Regions from separate parts of the Oryza sativa genome. Here region 2 is linked to region 1. The links are chromatin contacts, called in public ChIA-PET maps. All regions are on one chromosome and are shown on one strand. Each heading gives the region's core, a stretch centred on a gene start, on an enhancer-like site or on the middle of the called end of the contact. The rest is flanking DNA. Distances are from core to core; before and after follow the strand shown. Region 1 holds the start of LOC4352665. Region 2 holds the start of LOC4352673.

Region 1 (7,234 bases), core at 4,671-7,170:
CCGGGCGTTGCTTGAGTAATTCTTGAAACGCTTTGATCTCAGACCAGACATGTTTAAGACCACGGGCTGAAACAACATCTGAAAGTTTCGGCAGGGTCACGGGGTTGTTCCCATCAAATTCTTTGAGCAGGGAGTTTTCCTCTGCGCCACAGTTCATGTTCACCGCTTGTGAAACTTGGGCGATTATATGCTCAACATTGATAGACAACTTCTTGGATTCACTGAACAAGTGTTGAATCCTAGCTGGAGCACATGAGAAGAAGGGTAGTGTGTGAAATTGATTACATAAAAAAAAGGAAAACAGAGTGGACAGAGAAGTATAAAATGAAAGAAACCAGTTGTACCTTGCAGAGTGGTTTCTCCTGCCCGCATGACAGAATTATCCCCATTACAATGCTTACTAGTGGCTTCGGGGCCCACTGCCTTGTTAGAAACTCCATCTGGTCGTCATCAAGAAGCTTACTAGTAGGTTGAGTTGGGGGCATGGTGCAGATAGTATCACACGGCGTGTTTGATCCTCCGCCGGAAAAATCAACATATGTTGCGGTATGATAGATATGTTATGTTTCCCTGTGAGGAAGCTGTGATGATCCACATGAAAAAATAAGTCGGTGGCCCTGTTTGATGTTCAAACAAGAGGCTACTTTAGACAACCACATCCACTTCTTCGCTGTCCCGATTGCCGTTACATCTTCGGGTGAGATATTTTGCTGGTCAATGTGATAGAAAAATTTGAAGTCATCACACCAAAGAAACATCTCGCCATTATCTTCTCTTGGCGCCTTCTTGGCTAGTCCACTGTATAATGTGTAGATTGAGGACGCCTCAACATAGGGGTTCCCCTTTTAAAAAAAAGAGGCACTTATAAGATGGATCAATTCACGGAAGAGTTTAACGATTCAGAACCTAACTTCTGTCCCTTTTTTTTATTATGATCTTTTCGCCGTGAGATTTTTGCATGCCAAGGCCCCTCCCTTGCTGGGAAGTTTCCTTGATACCTTCATCACTATCATGGCCAGGCAATGGTGGGTCATCTGGGATCTCCTGCCAAGTATAAGTGGGGTTGCACACGCTGGTATGATCGGCACGATCACTAGCCTTCTGCATTTTCTTGTCTTGAACAGTAGCAAAGAAATTCGATCGACTGCTTTCCCCAGTCGATCACCGTTAATTTGCAGTAGCTCTGATCGAAGATTTTAACGATCTAACATGAGCTCTGTTTTAATTACTCGATTAAGAAGCTGTACAGACTTTATTTATATATATAGGACATACGGCCATGAGCCCGTATGATACATGAACTCGGCTTCAATATATATCAGATCATGCACGTCATTTGCCGATTGGCAGCCAGCTTGTGAATCAAGCCATGTACCACACGGAGATGGATTAATCCTTCGTAACAATATACTACTGAGTATTTCACCGAGTGAAGTCTGTCCTGCTTCGCGTACAAACTACACTCGGTGGGGGGCATTTGTTTGATGAATTTTTGTGCTAAAAATTCATAGAAGAAATAATAAATTATTGGGCATTTAATTTTATATGAGAATATTATTTGTAGCACAATTTTACTGAATATATACGAGACGTGTCTATATGACATGTGGGTCTAGAAATTTTAAATATTATGGTGTCCGAATATATTCGATATTGGACTCGTTTTGTTGTATAATTGAATAGAAAGTGATGGTTCAAATGGATTTTAAATCCGATATACGATTCAAAAGATTGGAACTATTAAAACAAAAGAAATAAGAAGTGCTATCGTTACTACGTGAGCATGCATGGTCATTGGCTGTGGCGATTAAACATATGGGGCCCACTGTCATTAGACATGTTAATCACATAATTATCTCCAGACTGCAGTACACGTTGACGGATTGGCTCGTCTCTGCGTCGGCTTATCACGAAGATTAGCACAGGGCGCTGGAAATTCGGAGGCCGCTTCCGTCGCCGCTGCCTATATAAGAAGCAGAACCCATCTAGAGCGGGGGACGCCGAGGACGCCACAGGAGACACCCATCTGCCCATTTTCATTCATCCCATTCTTCTCAGTAGATTAGGAAAATCAGGAGAGGAGATTGAAGCCGGCCGGTGATAGCAAACCGGCGCCGCTGCGGAGAGAATTAAACACCGCAGCCGGCGTCCTTCATCAAGTCGAGTCATTTATCGACAACATGCCGCCATTCAGGATATTTGCGCTGGATGGTGAGCACATTGAATAAATATTAATTTTCTAGATTAAACACAATAGATGTTCGGTCCTTATTGGCGATCGGAACATCTGCGCGTTTTTAATCTATCTTGATCTTGATGATTAAAGCCAGATCAATGAGAGCCGAAGCACGGTTATCATCAAACTCCATTTATACAATCGATGGTATAAGGCTGGTTCGGTCCTCATTGGTGATCGGATTATCTGAACACTATTTGATATATTTTCTATGCTCAAAATTAGATGTCCGGCCCTCATTGGAGATTGGATCATCTATTTGTTACTATGATACCGATAACAACAGCTTTAGATATTTCCAACTTTCATTGGTGATTGGATAATCTAACCGATGTTTTACAAAATATATTTTGATACCATGCACACACATGGGAGCTATTCGTGATCTTTGGAAGTTAAAAATTATGGCCGAGTATTTACGAGGCCGGTGTCACGATATTATTAACATGTCCAAACATATAGGAACGGATACATGTTACTAGGTTCCGACGAGGCAAAAGTAACGATATATCCACATCTAATAAAGGCTGGCATATATGACTGGGCACCGACGAGGCAAAAGTCATCCCCTTTGTTATGATACCTGACTCATGTATGGACATGGTGATAATATATTGTGACCAGGTTTCGGCAAAACAAAGCCACCTATATCACAGTTATCATTAAATCTCTGCACCAACTTCAACCTTCGGCGAGCAATCAATTTTGAAGACGACGATCACAAGCGCAGCTTAAAATAAAACAAAAGAAATAAGCAAGTGCTATCGTTACCACGGGAGCATGCATGGTCCTCGGCGTCCCCCGCTCTAGATGGGTTCTGCTTCTTATATAGGCAGCGGCGACGGAAGCGGCCTCCGAATTTCCAGCGCCCTGTGCTAATCTTCGTGATAAGCCGACGCAGAGACGAGCCAATCCGTCAACGTGTACTGCAGTCTGGAGATAATTATGTGATTAACATGTCTAATGACAGTGGACCCCATATGTTTAATCGCCACAGCCAATGACCATGCATGCTCACGTAGTAACGATAGCACTTGCTTATTTCTTTTGTTTTAATAGTTACAATCTTTTGAATCGTATATCGGATTTAAAATCCATTTGAACCATCACTTTCTATTCAAATTATACAACAAAACGAGTCCAATATCGAATATATTCGGACACCGTGATATTTAAAATTTCTGGACCCACATGTCATATAGACACGTCTCGTATATATTCAGTAAAATTGTGCTACAAATAATATTCTCATATAAAATTAAATATCCAATAATTTATTATTTCTTCTATGAAGTTTTAGCACAAAAATTCATCAAACACCAGATGAAAAGAACCAAATGCTGATAACTTGTTCAATTGTGCTTACCTGGAATCTCTTGCATTACATTCACTTGTTTCTTTTGCATTACGCTCTCTTGCTTTGCCTTCTGCATCATTTGACTCCGTAGCCGACTACACCAAAATAAATGGTAAAGCAGCAAAAACACAAGATGATTAATGCAACTAGCTCCAGATTGTGATAAAAGAAGCATATGTACATAAGACACACTAGTCAAATAAAGTGTGAACTTGTTCAGTTGGCTGTCTTAATGCCCAGTATTAAATTTTGCTTTTCAGCAGAGCAAACGGTCATCAGACTGAGCTGTAGTTTTTGACACTGCAATCATCATTTTCTTTTATATCAAGCTGTGATGTTTATAATTGGTAATTCGTACCAAGACTAACTTAGGACCAAATTTATTAAGGTCATGTGCTGGCAAATCAGTACAACGTTCACGAAATGACAAGCTCTACTAGTTGAACTGCACAGAAAATAGAGAATGTAATGCAATTTACTGAAGAGGCAATGACAACGTATTATAGAAGAGTACAAAAGGATAACACCAAGTTAGTTACTGCTTGAATCATCGTTAACAGGAAAATAGCATGGCGTTCAGACAAATATGTTCATGTCTCGACACAGCAAAGCAATCGCCGAAGTACTATTAGTTAGTCATTTAGCTCATAAAGACATGCTATGTTTCAATACAGCCAATTTGCTAGCCATTTAACCAACGTGTTCCCTTTATGTTGGAAAACAAACACAAAGTAGCCAGTGCTAACCTAAAGAATATAACCAAACAGAAGGGACACATATCGAACCTTTGGATGGGATTCTTTCTCAGATACGAGGTGAAGTGGCTGGGGAAGAAGTATTCGCCGTGAAAGACTCTCTTATAGGCCTTGCAACGGGAGGGTCCTTGTACCTCTTGCACTTTCTTTATTTCATCATCATCTTCTTCTTCTTCTTCCACCTGGATGTAGAGGGTGGGCAGTGACCGCAGCACCTTATTTGTCATGTCCAACTCAACGATCCAAAACAGGAACTCATCATCGATCTTTTCCATGAGCAGGAAGGAAACGACACCTGGATCAACCAAGCTCAGGTGAGAAAAAGTCGGCACAGCACGCGGAAGAGCACAGGTGTGACCTACGGAATTAGCACAAAGATCCCAGAACTCGGCGGCTTCCATTGTAAAATCCAGTTCCCAGGTCTTTTGGTCGATGCTGACCAGAGTCCATGCCGTGATGGTGAAAGCAGGAGGGTATACATCCTTGTCTGCGGTGGCGGCAATGGTGACGCAGACCAGCTTGATGAAGAAGCCACTGTCACTACTACCTCTAACACAAACACAGCGAACTGGGTCGGCGCAGTAGGACTGGCTGAACAAGCGGGTGCTGCCATCTCTCACCGGTTTGGGGAGCGGGATGAAGCTGAATTGATGTGGCTCGTCCCCAGGGTTGAGGACGTCGATGAGCAGGATGCCCTGGTAGTAGTCGACCCAGCACAGGAAGCGGTCGTGGAGGGGGAGCACGGCGTCGGTCCTCCACTCGCCGAGGTTGAGGCCGAGCATGCTCATGGCGCGACGGACACGCAGGGGAGTGATGCTCCACTCCTCCGCTTCCCCTGATTGCACAACACAGAGCTCCACCTCCTTGCTCCCACTGGATGTGAGGTGCGCCACAGTGAAGAGCGACCGGCCGTCCTCGCCGTCGCCGTCGCCGTCGCGGCACAGGAGGCCGACGTCTCGGCTGCACATGTAGCGCTGCCGCTGCTGGTGGTACGGCTGGTACAACTCGTCCTCCTCCTGGTCGGTGAAGCCGCCGACGAAGCAAGGCGGCAGCCGCGTGAGCAACGGCTGCGAGGAGGGGGAGGCGGAGTAGATGAAGTAGTCGAGGGGGTAGTGCCCATCGACGTTGAACCCGGGTTCCTCGAAGGGGACGGCGGCGACGAAGAGGATGCAGCCGCGGTGGGCGGCGATGACGTCGGGGTAGCGGACCTCGGGGAGGTCGGCCGGCCACTGGGGAGGGCAGTGGAGGTAGAGGCGGGAGACGGCGGGCGGGTCGGCGACGCGGAGGGAGGCGCGGACGGGGAAGCCGGTGCAGGTCCGGCCGACCTTGGACGCCGTGATGTCCTCCTCCTCGTACTTGTGCCTCCTCCGCCAGCTGCAGCGGACGTACGGGTCGAGGACAATCCAGTCCGCCGCCCCCGCCGGCTCCGGCGATCCCCGGCCTTCTTCCATGTCGCCGCGCCGCAGTTCGGTGTTCGGTTCGGATCGGATCTAGCTAGGGTTTTACCTCCCACTCCCAGATGTCTCGCCGCCGGCTGGAGTGGGATTGGAACAAGGGAAAGGGGAACTGAATGGGGATATTTCCTCGGGAACGGGAAGGAACGAAACGGATCCCCTCCTGTTGAATTTTTTTTATTTATACATTTTTTTATTAAAATATTTACAAAAATAATTTTTTGTTTCGAAAATTTACAAATCTAATTGCCTGCCGCCTTTAAAAATCACCCTCTCAAAGGGCGGCAAGGGACCTAAATACAAAATTTTTATTTGTGTTCAAACCCTTCCCACCGGTTTTAATTGCTTAAAAACTAATAATGCTTATTCGATACTCCAAATGATTTTAAATGGAAAAGTGATAAACTACAAAGTTAGATCTCATCAAGATCTACAACTTTATATAAAGTTTATCTCCATCCAATGTCGTTTGAAATGTAGATCTGAGATTTTTTAAAATGTGTTTTATATTTTGTAACGAATATTTGGATATCTAAAACATCTTAAATGAAAAAGTTATTAACTACAAAGTTGTAGATCTCCTTGAGCTCTACAATTTTGATATAAAGTTTTATTTCATCTGACTTTATATAATATAATTTTAAATTGTAAAATTATAGAGCTAACAAGTTATGCTGGAAAATTTACATTTAGGTCCCTTGCCGCCCTGTGGAAGGGCGATTTTTAAAAATCGCCCTCCCAAAGGGCGGCAGGCGATTAGATTTGTAAATTTTCGAAACAACAAATTATTTTTTAAATATTTTAATAAAAAAAAGTATAAATAAAAAAAATTCCTCCTGACTTTGGGGGGTGGAAAGTTACGGTGTCGCTGCACTTGGTTTCATCCCTGCCGACCAGTTCATCCAACGGCACACATCCATCTTCCCTCCTGCATACCCTATTCATATTGGGCTACCCAGTTCGGCCTGCAACTGTGGCCATCGGCTTGCCCATCAGGCCACATTGACTTTGTTGCCTGCTACCACATGCGCGAATGCAGATTTTCTTTATTTTTAATTTTATATTTATTAAAATATTTTGAAAAATAATTTTCTATTCGAAAAATTTATACAGAACTAGTAGCCCATCGCCCCGACGATTTTATCGACGTGGCAGACGACCATTAGCCCTCGCCTAACGACCGGCCACCGAGAGCACCGAAAATTTACAGGCGGTCCCATTGCCACCCTCCCAGAGGGTGGTTTTTGGCTCTAGGTGCCCGCCTATAAAAGGGCTAGGAGGGCGGCTTGGAGTCAGCAAACCGGCATGGCTTCGCCGCTTCCCTTTTGCTCTCTCTCTCTCGCCCTTCCCTCCTTTTGGATTTTGAGTGAATATAATGTAAAATCGGAGAGGTACAAGGGGTTTTATACCCCGAGGGCATAAAATCACCCTC
Region 2 (6,791 bases), core at 442-2,941, 170 kb before region 1:
TACTGTAGCACCACATTGTCAAGTCATGGCATAATTAGGCTCAAAAGATTCGTGTCGCAATTTAGATGCAAACTGTGCAATTGAGTTTTTTTTCGTCCACGTTTAATGTTCCATACATGTGTCCAAACATTTGATGTGACGGAAAAGTTGAAAGTTTAAAGGGAACTAAACACAGTCATAATTGGAAGTTTGAAGAAATTGAAACGATGTAACGAAAAAGTTGAAAATTTATGTGTGTAGAAAAGTTCAATGTGACGAAAAAGTTAAAAATTTAAAGAAAAAAAAGTTAGAAATCTAAACAGGGCCATAGTCTGGCAGCCCGACTGCCGGACGAGCCCCAGGCCCAGGCCCCAGCCATGCGCGGACGCGCCGTCGCTAGCGTGTGCGGCGCACGCTACACGGTCGCCTGGTAGTGCTGACTCACGTCGCATCGCACGGGCGCCGTTGCTGCTGCTACGCCGAACCAGAACCACAGCGCGCGTCGGACCACGCGTCGACGCTACGCGCAGGCCAGATCAGGCCGACCGCACGAGCCGTGCGCCACTGCTCGGCGTAGACTGTCTTGTACATCACCACACATGGGCCAGCATCCTCCTTAGCCCATAACAAACAGGCCATGGAACCAAATGGCCCAATACATGTCTGCCGGTGAAGGAATAAGTACACTTTTGGTCTCTCAATTTGTCGCCCAGTCTAATTTTCGTCCTCAGCACACAGAACTGGATACAACGCATCCCCCAACTTACAAAACCATGCAGACGAGGTTCCTTGGTAGTATTATACCCGGTTTTAGATGACGTGCTGCCTACGTGGCTGGTTTAATTAGGTCCTTGTCCCACGTGATATTGATGCGATGCTTACGTGGTAATTAGATTCTGGAAAAATAATAAAGAAATGTGCGACCTACATGTCAATTACACACAAAATAATAAAAAAGGTGGGGCCGTGTGGTCCCACTTGTCATCCTCCCTCCTTATTCTCTCTATCCTCCTCTCTCTCCCCTACAATCACCTTTTGTTTAATAATCACATGTCTTTGTACTATTTTCTTAATTCTTATCTTAGGTTGTGTTTAGTTCTACGGCAAAATTAGAAGTTTGACTAAAATTGAAAGTTTGAAGAAAAAAGTTGTAAATTTATGTGTATAAGTAAAGTTTCGATGTGATGGAAAAGTTGGAAGTTAGAAAAGAAAGTTGAGAACTAAACCATGCCTTACTTAAAAAAAAAAAGGTAGAGTCTCTTATATTCACGGACGGGAATAGTTTATGTTGAATTTCTTACTTTTATTATTTTTAGTAAGTATATAAAATAAGGGAACTGCTAACTTGTAGTTGTTGGTGGAGTATAATATACACCAACTTACGGGATGTGTAGTGCTATTAGTACTAGTATAGAGGAAGAGTTAGGTACAGATTAGGCAGGAGCAAATCCGATCCGATTGGAAAGAGGGAAGCAAATTACAGAGATTAGGCACCACAAAATTGGTGGATTGAAGGCACCGTATATATACCGAAGGTATTTAACCATTTGCCATATTTAAACGTGCCAATTAATTTTTTGCCAGTGGATCCATATGTTATAGACACATGTGAACCCACATGTCATTGAGATAGAGGTGGCAAAAAAAAATTATTTGCCAAATCTAAAAGTGGCAAATAGTTAAAAGCCACCGAAACTGAGACAGCTACTTTACTCATATCCCTCCTTCTCCCTTCTTCCTCCTCATCCTGTCGCCGCCGTCCCCTGGAGGGCGGCAAACCCTAGATCTCGCCGTGGCGAGGCGACATGGAAGCGCCGTCGGCAAAACCTAGATCTCGCCGTGCCACGCATGGATATATGGTCCTGGACCGCATAGTCCGTTGCTGGAGCGGAGTTGGAGGGGACGACGACCCCACGGCGTCGGAGATCGCCTACACCTGCAGCGGCCACCCCATCCGCGTCTCCCTCCGCGTCGCCGACCCCCCCGCCGTCTCCCGCCTCTACGTCCACCGCCCCGGCTGGTCGCGCGTCTACGACCTGGGCGACGCCGAGGTCATCGCCGCCCACCGCGGCTCCATCCTCCTCTCGGCGCGCGTCCCTTTCGCCGACCTCGACACCATCGCGCCGGGCCAATTCCCCCTGGACTACTTCGTCTACACGGCCAGGCCCGGCGAGGGGTTGCGGCCGTCGCTCACGCGGCTGCCCCCTTGCTTCATCGGCGGATTCTCCTCCCCGAGGTCGACCGCCACTTCAAGCCGCACCGGTGCCAGCAGCAGCGGGTCATGGTAGAGCAGAACGTCGGCTTCTTCTGCCACTCCGATGACGCCGGCGATTTCACGGTGGCGGACATCAACATCCATAAGGGTAAGGCCGTCGAGCTCTGCGTCCTCAACCACTATGCTGATTGCCCCCAACAACCCCAATGGAAGGTCCAGATCCTGGAGATGCAGCAGCAACCCAACCAAAACCACCACCTCAGAGGTTGGTGGACCGACGCCGTTCTTCCCCTGCACGACAGCTACCTCGCCTGCGTCGACTGCTACCATGGCATCATCCTCATCGACGTCAAGACCCAGCGTTACTTCAACTACATACCGCTGCCGGCAGAGGCGATGCGTGGCCGCCGCGTTGACAAGTACAACCCTGATCCAGCTCGTTCTGTCTCCATCAACATCGCTGGCGATATCACGCTTGTCTGCATAGATGACAATGCCGCAGCAGGAGGCCGCAACAACAGCTCTGCTGGCTCTGCTTTCATCAAGTCATGGTGTCTGGTCGACATCCACGAAAGTAGATGGATTCGTTATTTCACCATGGAAGCCGGCAAGTTCTGGGATATTTGCTCTGCCGCAAACCAGCCCCTCCTTCCACATGCGCCGCCTACTTTCCCCCTGGTGAGCATGGCTAATCCATTTGCCATCTCCTTCCTCCTCTACGACAAGGCCAACAACTTCCTCCTCGAGGACAAGGGCAATGGCCTTTACTGGATGATTGAGGTGGACATGAGAAACCAAGCCCTGCTGTCACCAGCCACCCTCTACATCAGTGAAGAAGAAGAAGCGGAATTCCTGCTGCCACCAGCCACCTTCTTCATCAATGGAAAAGAAGAAGATGATGAGAGATACCTGCCCATGAAATATTTTTATGGCCATAACTTCGTCCCCAGCTGGTTCCCCTCTTATTTGAAAGGTGGCGACACCACAAGGTTTGCTATGTTTTCTTTTATTTGTGATACAAAAACATTTACCATTTGTGTGATGTGTTCAAATATGAAAATAATACCAGTTGGAATATCCATTCAATTGCTTTAGCCACTGTTTAGGAATTAACAAGCAGATAACTGGATAGTTAAATGGCTAAGCAGTTAGCATATTGGAATAGAGCATATCTTTATTAGCTAAATGACTTTGACGATTGGTTTGCTATGTTGTAACATGAGCATATTTGATCGAATGCCCTGCCAATCCTGCGAATAGTGATTCAAGCAATAACTTGTAATTATTCTTCTGTACTCCTCTTCTATACTTGGACATTGCCTCTTAATTAAATTTCATTACATTCATTTTTCTTTTCGCACAGTTAAACTAGTAGAGCCTTTCATTTGGTGAAAGTTTTACTGATTTGCCAGCACATAACCTTAAGTAATTTGGTTAGCTAAGTTCTTGGTCTCATCAATTACCAACTGTAAACATCATAGCTTGATTTGAAGGAACATCGGGATTGCAGGATCAAAAACTACAGCATCAACAGTTACTGTTTCTCTGCTGGAAAGCAAATATAATATTAGGCATTAAGACAGCCGACAGAACAGTTCCCTGTTTCTTAACTAGTGTGTCGCATTTGCTTATTTTCTCACCATCTGTATCTAGTTTGCATTGATCGCCTTGTGACTTCTTTTCCATTTTTTGGTGCAGTCGGATGCGGAGTTTAATGATGCAGCAGGCAAAACAAGAAAGTGCAATCGAAAAGATTGGACGGTAAGCACAATGAACAAGCTGTGTCCATTTTTTTTTATCTAGCCTGGAATTAGTTGCATTGCTTGTGACTTTGCTCCTCAATTTTCGGTTGTATTTGGCAATGCAGTGAAATGATGCAGAAGGAAAAACAAGAGAGAGCAATGCAAAAGAATGGATTGGAGATGGGATCGAATAGGTTGCTTTTTGCATTTCCTTCTTCCCATTCTCTTGAGAGTTGCTTGCCTTGATCCTCCAGTTGACTTTGCTTCTTTTTTTATTTTTATGCAGTTGGGAACTAAGCAAAATGAAGGGAAAACAACAGATGGCAACGGAAAGTAGAGGAATGGAGGCTCACTTGAGCAGGCCGCTTGCTGGATTGAAGATTGCTTAATGTCATCATGCTTAAAGGGATTGGAGGGACAATCGAAGGATTCTTCTGCTGTATTTATGTCCACCATGTTAAGTATGTGCATCCATCCTTGGGCATCTACTACTTAACTATATCTAACTAATTATGGGTATGTGCTATGCTGAGACAATCCTTAGGCATCTACTACTTAACTATATCTAAGTATCTAAGTAGTTATGGGTATGTGCTATGCTGAGACAATTTACTACTCCTTTTTCTATATGTCTTGTTTATAAGCTTAATTTCGAGTACTTGCAATCTAGATGTGCTCCGATAATATCCACAGTTTGTCTTATTTATAAGCTTAATTTCTAGTACTTGCAATCTAGATGTGCTCCGATAATATCCACAGTTTGTCTTATTTATAAGCTTAATTTCTAGTACTTGCAATCTAGATGTGCTCCGAGAATATCCACAGTTTGTCTTGTTTATAAGCATCTTACGCGCGTTTAGTTCCCAAAACAAATTTTCACGCGGTCGCATTGAATGTTTAGACATATGTATGGAGTATTTAATGTAGGAAAAAAAAACCAATTACACAAATTACGTGTAAATTGCGAGATGAATCTTTTAAGCCTAATTGTCTATGATTTGACAATATGGTGCTACAGTAAACATTTGCTAATGACGGATTAATTAGGTTTAATAAATTTGTCTTGTAGTTTCCTGGTGAAATATGTAATTTATTTTGTTATTAGACTACGTTTAATACTTCAAATGTGTGTTCGAATATCCGATGTGACAACCCAATTCAAAATTTTTTGCCAACTAAACAAGGCCTTAATTTCTATTACTCGCAAGCTGTGGTTGCACTTTCAATGTCCAATGAAAGAATCTTTGTATACTCCATCTCAAAATATAGGACGCAGTTTTATAATACAAAGGCTTTATTCATGCATGTAATGAACTAGCAGCAATTTCCTTTCTTTTTTTTTAATTCATTATCCTCGAGATCTCTAATCCTATACAATGCATGCATTGTATTTATTGGGATAATCTAAATAAGGTGATACTTGCTCTGTTTCATATTATAAGATTTTCTAGCATTCACTATATTCTTATATATGTTAATGAATCTAGACATATATATATTTTGAATATGGACAATAGTAGAAAGTCTTATAATATGAAACGGAGGGAGTAGTTTTTTTTTCTTTGTATTAGTGGTAGTTATGTTATATTTTAGGATGGAGGAAGTTATAAGGTAATTAAGCAGAACACATGGCTTTCTCCATGATCCCCCGGATCCAAAGCATTCGTTGTTTCTTCAGTCGTAACGCAACGCAGATACGATGCAATGGTTTTTACTGACACAATTCGCAAGTGCCTCGTGAGCTTGTATCTAAACGTGCATATGTAACCCCATCTGATAAGAGCAAGGTCACTACTGATTCCAAAACATCTATAGCCAATCTAATAATAGCCTATTTATACAATAGTTAACTATAAAAATATACTACACCATTAATACCCGGTCCCACCTCTCATACACACATAACATTTTGGAGTCCGTGTTACAGCCGGCTACAAATCTGTAGCCCGCTTTCTTCTCTCTCTTCTATTTTTTTTCTCGATATATGGTTATAGCCTGCTATTGTACCTGCTCTAAGACGTTTTGAATTGAAAAAGTCCACTTTTACTCCCTTAAATATCGGCCGAATCTAATTCGTACCCCTTAACAAAAAACCGGATAAGATGGCTTCTCGAACTATTGAAACCGGTGCAATTTGACTGAGTGGTTTTGCAAGCGGTTTTGACTGATGTGGCGTCTACGTGGTGGTGTTGACCCGGTCTTCGTCCCACGTGTCGCTTATGTGTAATTAGAGTAAAAACAAAAAAAAAATTTGTAGGACCAACATGTCATCCACACAAAAAAAAGTGGGACCTACCGACATGTGGGTCCCACGTGTCATCCTCCCTCTTCTTTCCTTTCTTCCTCCTCCCTTCCTCTCTCCTTTATCTCTTTCTCTCCCCCGGCCTTTTTTTTCACCTTGCCCGGAGCGGTGGTGGCGAGCGCTGGCGGCGGTCGGGAGCGGTGGTGGGGACGGCGGTAGGGAGCGGCAGCGGCTTGGCTACTCTACCGTCGCCGTCTCGGCTCCGTCGAGTTCTTCCCGTGGGACATCGATGCCATGGAGCAGCTGGAGATATTCCAAGAACTCGTCGTCCAAGAAGCCGACCAAATCGCCAGGGGCACTCGACGGGCTTTCGGCCGACACGCGCCCCCCGGTACTCGCCGAGCTGCTTCTGTCGTTGGTGCTGGGTAAGACGTGCCACAAGGCGTTGGCGGAAGCACCGACCGTGAGCTTGTTGACGGCGAGGCACGTGTCATGGGTGGAGGCGTTCCAGACCCTGAGGCACAGAAGCTCGTCCATCATGCGCGACATGTCGACACGGAGGGCGCTGTCGAGGCGGGTGGCGGCCGCAGACGCCGCGGGGAAAGGCTGGGCC

The links. ChIA-PET counts read pairs in DNA pulled down with a chosen protein or histone mark.
Region 2: an H3K4me3 ChIA-PET map of leaf shows a contact between it and region 1, with 10 times the contacts expected there. The contact joins the promoter of LOC4352673 here to the promoter of LOC4352665 in region 1. A contact is called at or near these places in 7 of 15 Hi-C or Micro-C datasets (leaf, leaf mesophyll, seedling and 1 more) and 2 of 4 datasets of contacts at active chromatin or transcription factors (both in leaf).

Annotation. Positions count from the first base shown.
Region 1 is chr12:25,236,769-25,244,002 of ASM3414082v1, reverse strand. It overlaps LOC4352665, which reads right to left and starts at 5,920. Exons shown (of 4, transcript XR_003240012.2): 1 at 4,379-5,920; 2 at 3,603-3,688; 3 at 345-842; 4 at 1-243.
Region 2 is chr12:25,407,613-25,414,403 of ASM3414082v1, reverse strand. LOC4352673 reads left to right here and starts at 1,691. Exons shown (of 4, transcript NM_001423605.1): 1 at 1,691-3,183; 2 at 3,893-3,955; 3 at 4,062-4,130; 4 at 4,223-4,581. The coding sequence starts at 2,261. The coding sequence ends at 4,325.